2 separate regions of the Capsicum annuum genome follow, and region 1 is linked to region 2. Evidence: chromatin contacts called from public Hi-C data. All regions are on one chromosome and are shown on one strand. Each heading gives the region's core, a stretch centred on a gene start, on an enhancer-like site or on the middle of the called end of the contact. The rest is flanking DNA. Distances are from core to core; before and after follow the strand shown.

Region 1 (5,379 bases), core at 1,642-4,141, 91 kb before region 2:
TATCATACATTCAAACTATGTATGAGAGACATACTAATGTATGAGTATATTTTTAAAATCCGGGAGAGAAGACCTTAAGGATTTTATGTAATTACTTTGTCTTGGGAGGAAATTTATGTGGTTTAGCCAAACAACTAAAAATTACCTCTATACATAAGTTAAAGTTACATAAATACATTAAATCCCAAATTGGTAAAGTATTTACACAAAGTTTAAAATAATTAGAAAAATCTCCTTATTTGGTAATTTCTCTCTCCTTTATAATATACATTCAAAAAAGGCTGCCTTTTCCTCTCTTTTTCTCTCCCATTTCAAATCAGTTTATCCTCCTTTATTCAATCTCTTTTTTCACGCCTAAAATCAAGTAATCATACTTAGAGTTTACCATTGTAAGTTTTCAAACATTAATTGAACTTATTGATTTCATTCATTAATTTTTGATTTTTTTTATTTTTTCTTAACTTCACCAAATAAGAAAGTCATGGACTTGTTTGAGAAAAAAAGGCAAAAAAATGGCGATGAATTATCAGAAGCTTCAAAAAATCTCATTTGGATCATCATCATAGCAGAAGAGCATAATGGGGTGGAACATGCCACGAAAAATGAATCTTGTGAACACGGCACAACAACGTTTATTCAAACGATTGAATCAGCAAAATCACTTACTCAATCTTCTGTAAGAATCTAAATCCTAATTATTTAATTATTTAATGTTTGTTTATATTATTCTATTTCTGAAAAGGAATGATCTTGCTCCGTTTTATATTTTTTAATACTTTTTCAAAGATTCTATTTTGTAATATCAAATTCTCCCAATATTCTTGGATCTAACTTTATGTTTCAAAGATTCTATTTTATATGTTTTAGTATTTTGTCTAACTTCATGTTTGTTTTTTTCTTAAACAGGCTAGATTTGTGGTTGCAAAGATAATTGCAATTTGTACACCAAGTCTACTCAAAAGAATAAGTGATTTGCTACTATGGGAAAAAATTACTTGTCATCGCGTCCAAAGATGTAGATTTTTACATTATACATTACTTTATTTAACACACTTATGTATAATGCAAGTTTTTGTATATATAGAAGAGGTTGTTTTTGTATTTAGTCGAATTATACAATTATAATCTATGAATTTTGTGTAAGGTTACATTATACATTCTGACAAGTTTATAGATAAAAAATGTATAATGTTAATATTTTTATGTATGGTGTAACATTATACATTCTTGAAGTTTTTATTTGAAAGTATAAGATATAATATATCAGGCATTATACATTAGTTATTTTGGAAGACTAATGTATAATATAAGTCTAATGATATATATTTTCAATATATTATACATTAGAAGTTCTTATTACATTAGTTGTGTTTTATGTTGTATTTTAAAGTTAAAAAGTCTTATTTTGGTATAATTTTTCATTATACCTTCTGTCAAGCTTATAGGTCATACATGTTTAAAGTGAAAAATTTAGATGTGTAATATGACATTATGCATTGCTGCAGTTTATTTTTAAAATGTATAAGTTGCCCTTATACTTATTCTAATGTATAATATAAGCCTGAAGATATATATTTTAATATGTTATATATTAAAAGTCCTTATAAGATGCATTTTATGCTTTATGTGGTATTATACTATTAGAAAGTCTTATTTTTGTATAAATTTTCACTATACCTTCTGTCAAAATATATAGGTCATACAGTTTAAGATGAAAAATTTAGATGTGTAGTATGACATTATACATTACTGCAGTTTATTTTTTAAATGTATAAGGTGCCCTTATTCATGTGAAATTATTGTGTATTTTACTTTAATTTTTTTATGAACTTCGTCAATATTCAATTCCATCGTGATCGTAGCAATCAATTTCAAAAAGTTAATACTTTCTGAAATAATAATTGCATCACTTTTATAGAATTGATAAATGATTTTCAACTCCCAAATTCTGAAATGACGTAATAATATGGGGATGTCCATATTTTTTTTTCGAGAATTGAAGAAAAACGAACACGATTTTTTTTTCAAAAACGTCATTAAAAATGAGAAAAACTGACAGTGATGTTTAAGAGTTTTTTTAAATTTAAATTTCGATTATTTTATTTAATCATACAAAACATAATTATAGGTAATTAATGGCTTTATTTAAGGGAGTGAAAGATTTTATTTAATTACTCTTTCCATGAACGTAGGAGATTGTGTTTTATCATCTTACCTTAAATATAGAATTAACTGTTTTATCATACATTCGAGCTATGTATGATGGGTAGACGAATGTATGAGTATATTTGCAAAATTCGAGAGAGAGAAAACTAGAAGGGATTTTATGTAATTAGTTTCAATAGAAGGGGATTTATGTTGTTTACACATAAAACAAGTTTCCATGAATAACCCATTTAGCTATAAGGATAGGAGACACAATCCGACCACCTAACGGTAGATTCGAGTACAAATTGTTATGGGAGGATAGTTATTAAAAAGAGAGGAATTACGATCCTTTGCCACTTACAAAATAAATGGAAGAAAATGGTCCTTTTAGATCTCTGTAAATATGAAGATACTATGTGTAGTGTAAGAAATGAAGATTTCTTATCAAAAACGACAGACATAAAACTAAAACTAAAAACTAAAAACTAAAAATTGTAAGTCCACAAAACCAACATTAAGCCACCGAAGCAAGATATATATCAATCTCTATTTAAGATTTAAAATAAAGTCCTTTGTTTTCACGAAAGAAGGTATTTTTGTCATTTTCAATCAGTTTGTATTATTTTTTTTTGTTCATAATGTTAAGAATCCCACATCCAAAGAAAGATGGTACTTTATCTCTATTGAGATTATTATCAAATTAGCAGCTAAAATATTATCTGTCATATTAGCAGTTAGTTAGTTGGATGGTTTAGGTTAATTAGAGGGAGATTAGATAGTGACAGCAGTACAGCTGTGCACCCTGTGACGTTTCTACATAACTAGTTGGCTAGAGATATTTTTCTTATTCGTTTTAGTTCAATATTCATTCAGTTCAATAAAAAATTTCCAATTGGGTTTTCAGTTATCTCTCGCCTTTGTCTCTGTTTCAGCTATTTTGCTTTCATTAGGTTAAGATTTTGTCATGATATCAGAGCGAGGATGCAATTATCGATCAAATCTTAGCTTGTAGTAGTTTGATTTAGCTTCCAGATTACTATTTTCCTGCCATTTTACTCTGTCCAGTCTCCTTTTTTCTTCTTTAGTTTAGCTCAAAAATTCATTGATTTCTGTAATTTACTCTGCTCATCATTCATTTTTCTCTCCTCTATAGTGAAAATTGTGATTTGATGGGCTCAAAGTTATCCATCTATGGCTGAAAACACAAAAAATTTGGTAAATTCATGGAAGGAAACTACAGATTCAAACAGTCCTTTGTACATGCATCCATCTGAAAGTGTGGTATCCGTATTGGTATTTGATGGAAGTGGATATAGGTCCTGGAGACAAAGTGTTCTCAGGGCACTTTCCGTGAAGGACAAAGTTAGTTCATTACTGGAAAATATAATAAACCTATTATAGAAGACGCTAGCTAGGAACAATGGATGCATTGTGATGATATGGTAACTTCATAGATCCTTAATTAGCTCACGAAGGATTTGGGAGATAGTCTACAATTCATAAATGATGCTAGAGAACTCTGGTAGGAATTAAAATATCGATATAATCAAACAAATGGGGTGAAATTGTACCATGTGCAAAGAAAGATCAATGTCCTGAGGTAGAGAGCCCTAGATATCACTGGTTACTATAAGAAGATGAAAAGGTTGTAGAAAGATTTTAGTGCCCTGACTACATATGCAAAATGTACCTGTCAATACATATATGGGGCTAAGATGAGCATGGAAAAGGCTGAGTAAGATAGGAGGATGATTTTTTTCTAATAGGACTAAATGAGGTGTACACCGTAGTGAGAGGGAGTATACTTATGATGAATCCCCTTCCCACTGTCACACAATCTTTTTCCATACTCATCCAAGAGGAGAAGCAAAGGAAGTTAGGCCAAGAAACCAATCATTTTTGGAATCTGCATCTATGTATACAATGGAGCTAGTAGCAGTAATTCAAAGGAACATTACAGTCACAATTAGAACAACATCAATACTGGGAATTTCAGGACAAACTTTAGTGGTATCCAAGTACTAGTTATAAAAATAATAGATACAACTCTAACAAACTTAGACCATTTTGTGAGCCTTGTAGGAGACCTGGGCACACTAAAGACAAATGTTCCAAGATCCATGGATACCCACAAGGCCCTTCTCTTCCTCTTCCACAGGCTCCCAGGTACAATAACTACAATAATAATAAAGGAAAACAAGTTGTGGCAAATCTATATTGTGAAAGTTTTAACACAAGAAAAAATGAATGTAGACCAAGGGAACATAAAAGAGCAATGCAACGTCTAACCAAGGAACAATATGGATAAATGGTCAAGATATTAGGTAGTTTGCAGATTGGTATTAATGCAGATGAATCTTCAACTTTGAACGGCGATGTAAATGGAGGAGCTGTAAACTTTGCAAGAATTATTGCTTGCTCAACTTCTATTGAACATGGTAATCAATGTAGTAAATTGCCTAGATCGAATTCTTATACTTAAATCCTTGATTCTGGAACAACAAACCACATGACTCACAACAGAAAAATCCTCATTAACACAAAACCATTGATATATCCCTTTCTAGTGTAATTACCAAATGGTTACAAAGTTAGGGTGACTCTAATTGGTGATGTTGTTCTTAGTCCTACCATCACTCTAAATCAAGTCTTATTTGTTCCTTGTTTTAAGTTTAATTTGATTTTCATCCATGCTTTAACAGTTCAACTCAATTGCATTGTAGTCTTTACCAGATTTTCATGCCTTTTTTCTACAGTGCCCTTCATAGAAGAGGCCTCTGGAGATTGGTAGCACTAAAGGCAGTCTTTATCTTCACTACTCAGACTCAAGTCAAGCCAAATCTAATCCTACTTCTATTGTTTTATCAAATTTCATTGTGCATTCATGTTCTGAGGATATGCTTAAAGTGTCTAGTTCTGTCCTTACTAAGCCTAGTTGTTCTAATAATGTGTCAAATTCCCTTGTGGTTTCTTCTAATAAGTCTACACCTAGTGTTTTCTTTACTTTGTTTACTTGTAATAAACCCATCTCTAATGTAGACATATTGCTAGTTTCCAGTAGTAATGATGTTTTAGTTTGTAGTAAGTTTGTAACAAAGAATTCTGCGCCATTGAATAAAAGGAAATTTTCTATTAATAATGCATCTTTACTTGTTGAAATGGATGTAAATGTCTTGTGGCATCACAGATTGGGATATGTGACCTTTGTTAAAATGAGGAGTATCCTATCTA
Region 2 (5,575 bases), core at 2,921-5,420:
TTAACTTTCTTTCGCGAGCATCACCTATATGTCTCGTTAACGTACCCGTACCCCCTTACTTGCCTCCACTTTTATGCTTATATATTTGTTGACAAATATTGCATTGCACCATAATATCTGATATACGTTCAAAAAATTATCATGCAATACTAGTTGTTTTACGAGCTCCAGGGGCATGGGGAGCACGGGAAGAAAGATTAAACGATTCAGGTCTAACGTTAGCATTTTTTACTGCGGGTGTCTCACCAATATTTTCATCATCTTCGTCTAAATTTACCGCATCTACTTCATTTTCTTCTTCTATACCGTAATTTTCCTGAGCTTCTACATAATCCATAACGTGAGCACCTACACCTATTTCTTACTCAAAAGTGTACCAAGCGGTGCTGGAGGCGAAGACACACGGGTATATCTACTACTTGAAGTACCTCTACCGCTAGTAATTCGCTTTTTACTACCACTACCGTTTCCGGGATAAAAATTTTTAACCCCTTTAGTAGCGAGGTTTCTTAATTTATCCATAATATAAATTAAACTAAAAAAAATTAAAATACACAAATATAATAAAATTAAATATTCAACAATTAATACAATAAATAAAAGTTAAATGTAAGAGATGGACGACAATACCAAATTTTGAAAGTATCCGAAGGTTGCGACTTTAGAAACTTTCACTCATACTTTGTAATCGCAAAATTAAAAAATTAAAGTGAGCACTTTAGGAAATTAAATATATTGAATATTTGAGAATTGAGAATTGAAATTTGAGAGAGAATGATATCTGAGAGAGTGAAAAATTGTGTGAAAAATGATTTGAAGGTGTAGGATATTTATAGAATTTATTTTGGGATTAAAAAATATTTTAAATGATTTTTTTTTAATAAATGGGCCCAAACTAGCCGTTTGGACCAAAAAATGACTATATAATTTGATCCAAATATCAATTTTTATTTTTATTTTTTTAAAAAAACTTATCCGGACTGGGCCGGGTTAACCAGGCCAATCAAAAAATTTAACCGATCTGGGACCCGGTATCCTACAGCCCATGGGCTGACCGAACCGGGTCAAAGCGGGGCGATTTTATTAATTGAGTCATTTCGGGTTGGGTTGGGCCGGGTTAACTCGTCCCGTTTGACAGGTGTAGTTGTGTGAAACACGTAATAAAGTTCTTTCAAAAAATATGGACTATAGTTTAAATTGTGCCAATATGTTAGCATCCATTTCATAAAGTGAAAGTGTCCATATCAATTAGGACTCCCCAAAATTAACAATCATGTGATCCTCTTCATCTCGGACTCGTAAAATAATTTAATTAGGCTGGACATTCCGCAACGTTAGTGATCTAAATCAACTCCTCCTCCTATGTCATGACAATACAAGAACATAGTGTATTCCTTCTCAATCACCACTCCTTTCAAAAAGTGTAAGTTTTGCATTGTTCATGTTAGGGCCCAGGGGTGATAATTCAATTCGTCAAGTTTTCTAGCTATCCTTTTTCTTCTTCAGAGAACAGTTCCTGGATAATTAATTTGGTGACTCCTCAGCCTATCTTTGTATATTTTGAAATGTCCTTTAATTCCTTTCTTGCCATATATAATAAACACAAGAATCTATTGTCGTTCTGTAAGTTTTTGCTACTGTGTTCCTTCATTTGACTTAACAAGTTAATCAACACAACGCTCTTCATCTCTTAGTTTAGGTATAACTTGTCACTTATCACTTATGAACCTTGTTCCAAATGCTAGAAACAAAGTTACAACTAAAGAATAGGTAGTTCATGCTTTCTTCTTTTTCCTTGCACAGGGCACATAATCTATCAATGATAATATCTTTTTTAGACAATTTATTTCAGTAATTAACTCATCATGGATAACCAAATGTAGTATGAAGAACCATCTAATAGCAGCTATTTATTGCAAATTACTTTCCTCGCGAACACCTCTTGAAAATTGCCTCTTAGCTTTACATTATATTAATTTGATAGAGAAAAAATTCATTTTTAGCAGTTCAGCAAGTTCTGCTTCTACCATATGGATTTTGATCTTTCATATCCTCCTAGCCATCCAGCCAGGAGGCCTATTTAGGCTTAATTTGCAGATTTTGTCCAGAGCTTGTTTTTCTTTTGATCTAAGTTCCATAACAATTTGCATGTAGCAATTTTGTTTTAAGATGTCCACAACATTCAGTCCTCTGCCACATTTGGTAAATAAATGTTGTTTCAAGATCATAGGTCTTTTTTTTTTTTTTTTTTTTTCTGATAAGTCACATTCTACTATTCGTTGTAAAAGAAAGTCACATTTGGATCCAGTTCTATGTATCTTCTTTGGGAGTATAAATATTTTTGAGATCAATAAATTAGAGTTGCAAATAAGACACTCTTGATCGGGGAGGCTCAACGGAATTTGTGGCCTAAAGTTAACTTTGAGAAGAGGCCTTTAAATATAATTGATAAAATTATAAATATGTTTATTTTGATTTCTTTTCTTTTTATTTTATAGTGATGGTGTACATGTCATCTTGTACGTATATTGACTATTTATGAGACTAAATATTAGTACTTATTATATAGTTTTTGAACTAGATGATAGTTTTTGAATATTTAAGTTTTAAAATATTGCGTTGACCTAATCTTAGTTAACTTCAAAAGTTAATCAATTTAATTATCGAAACACAAAAAACACACAAATTAAAACGGAAGAAAAATTTATTTGAATAATATCTATTTGTTTTTAAATAAACTCTTTAAAATACCAAAAAGACAAGCATATATCTTGTTCTTTTTAAAATATAATGATACTAATTCTATAATATATACTATATAACAGTATTAAATATTAATGAAAATATGGGATCTTTAATTTGGGAGGGCCTAAAGCCATGGCTTTAATTGGTTCCCCGTTGAGCCGGCACTACTCTTGATCGATAAGTTGTAGTATACTTTTTGAATATGATAAGAATAAGTCGGGGAAATTATTTTCCCAATCCTGCTTAGATAATTGGTCATCTTTTCAAAATAAATGAAGCTTTTATACTACTCGGTCCCAAATTATTTGTCTCAAATTTTTTAATTTGATTTCCAGTTTATTTATCTTTTTTCATTAATCAAGAAGAAATAGAACTTTTTTTTCATGTTTTACCCTTTGCATTAATTATTTTTTTATAAATTAAAATATAAATATCATTTAATAGGGGTGTTATGGTAAACTAGCCATGCTATTAATTATTTTTCTTACTCAATATGTCATCTCAATTTGGGACGGATAATTTGGGACGAAGGAATTACTATTTTAATTTGTGGTATACTATTTTTAGTAGGTTTAACAAAGAATGGCATACTTATTTAGAAATAATTTATTGTTGGATTTCTCATTTCAATTTAATCAGATGATAATAGATTTGCTATCTTGAAATTTCCTTAATGTATGTCTTATGGGCAAAATTTAGAACTTATGTATGTTGGACAGCATACTTAATTTCTAATTTTTTGCCTATAAGGTAGAACTTTGGGTCAATTGAGCAAGTCACATCTTAAATGTCCTAAATGTTAGTTTTATAGACAAAAGTTACTCCCTCCGTCCCATTTACTCGTCCCAATTTGATATTGCACATTGATTAAGAAAAACAATTAATAACATGACCACTTTATCATAGTATTCCTATTAAATGATGTTTACATTTTAATTTGAACAAAAAACAATTAATGCTTAGGGTAAAAAAGAAAAAAAAAATTGTCTTGTCTTGATTAATGAAAAATGACAAGTAAATGAGAAATCAAATTAGGAAATTTGAAACGAGCAAACTGAGACAGTGGGAGTAGAACTTATGTTTGGTGAGCAAAATAGCTAAGTTACAACTTTATAAGACAAAACTTTGATCAATTATGCGGATTCATTGTCTTGAAATATTTTGACTGTTTGCCCTATGTAAAACATTTATTAACCGGGAGCGAAAAATCAAGACTTTTATTATGGGGGGACAAAATATCAAAGATCAACCCATTTTGGGGCCATTTCTGAACAAATCCTCAACAAACGAGCCGTTGGCCCAAGCCCAATCTTGATTGGGGAAGGGGAGCCTGTGCAACCAGCCCACTACAGAGAAGGCCCAATTGAAGGAAGTCCGTTTACCGACCCGGTCCTCGCCAGTCACCCTCACCCGCGGGTAAGCCAAAAAAGCAAATCCATTCTTCGATTTCGCGCTCAAAAAGGAGAACGGATCGTTACCCTTCTCTTTTGTTCTCCAATTCTTCACAAAAAGGCCCTAATCCCTTCAATCTTTGTACTAATTTATCAGATTTTGCTTTAATATTAGTACCCTAATTTTGCAGATACAAATTGGGGGAATATGGATGCGAAGGACATCTTAGGGTTGCCCAAAAATGGGCCGTTGATGTCCCAAGAAAAGAAATCGAGGCCTCAGAAAGAATCTCAAAGGAAACCTGATGGCATTTCTCGAGAAGTTTGTTATTCCTCTCACATACTCTCTGCGTTGCCAGTTTTTCGAATATCCAGAATTCCTAATTTCCTTGTTTCCTTGGCAGGTTTATGCACTTACAGGTGGTATTCCACCTCTTATGCCTTCTCTTGATATCAACCAATTGAAACGCCGAGCTCTTTCTGAGTCTGAAAAGGTCACTCTTTGCTTAATTCTGTTTCTTTTTATGTCTTTTTAAGTTAATACCTTTGCTTTTGGGTAGAATTGTTAGTTGGAGCTCCTGCATTGTAAAATAATCAAATGATAGTATAACGAATGCTCTGAATACTGAACATGAATAGAGCGGGATCAATACAAGACCGATTCACTTAAAATAGATTTAAACTTTAGAGTAGTTAGATTAAAAAAACTATGTTGGATGAAGAATAGAAAGAAGTTGGACCAAAATGGAAAGCAATTTTATTCATTAAAAGATCAATTGAATCTTTCTCCTCCCCATATGTAGCACAGAGAAAAGCTTCCTATCTTCTCTCCAGAATGGAATAGTGACAAGACAATGAGCAATCCAGCATAATCTCTACAACAATACAACAATAACAAACCCAGTGTATTCCCACGTAGTGGGGTCTGGGGATAAGATCTACGCAGTCCATACCACTACTTCAGGAGAAGTAGAAAGGCTGTTTCCGATAGACCCCCGGATCAAGACAAGGAATAATAAACAAATACTTAATAAAGCATGGAACAAGATGTCAAGACATAAATACGCCACCCACAAGGAATAATAAACAAAGAATAGTAAACAAATCCGTAATAAAGCATGCAACAAAGTATCCTAACAAGAATAATACATCTACCAAGTAATGCCCTACCCCAACGACTCAAACTGGCACTAGCCTTCTATCCTAATCCGCGTCCTCCAGATCTTCCTATCTAGGATCATGGGAAGATCTAGGATCATGTCCTCAGTGAGCTGTAACTGCTCCATGTTCCGCCTGATCACCTCTCTCCAGTATTTTTTGGTCTACCCCTACCCCGCCTGAAACCATCCAAAGCAAGCTTCTCACACCTACGAACCGGGGCATCCGTGCCCCTCCTCATCACATGCTCGAATCATCTCAATCGGATTTCCCGCATCTTG

What was found. Hi-C and Micro-C count contacts between places; a contact is called where the count stands out from the background.
Region 1: a Hi-C map of pericarp shows a contact between it and region 2, with 4 times the contacts expected there. The contact joins the enhancer-like site here to the promoter of LOC107840390 in region 2. A contact is called at or near these places in 3 of 5 Hi-C or Micro-C datasets (bud, leaf and pericarp).

What each region holds. Positions count from the first base shown.
Region 1 is chr1:156,202,338-156,207,716 of UCD10Xv1.1, reverse strand. No RefSeq gene overlaps it. Among protein-coding and RNA genes, the nearest start is that of LOC107840406, 16 kb to the left of the region's middle. Within about 2 kb of position 2,891, at least 5 of the 5 cell types and tissues checked have an H3K27ac peak or open chromatin away from gene starts, as enhancers often do. A contact at or near this core is called in bud, leaf and pericarp, where this site is marked.
Region 2 is chr1:156,111,975-156,117,549 of UCD10Xv1.1, reverse strand. It overlaps LOC107840390 (SWR1-complex protein 4), which reads left to right and starts at 4,170. Exons shown (of 17, transcript XM_016684243.2): 1 at 4,170-4,458; 2 at 4,541-4,630. The coding sequence starts at 4,345.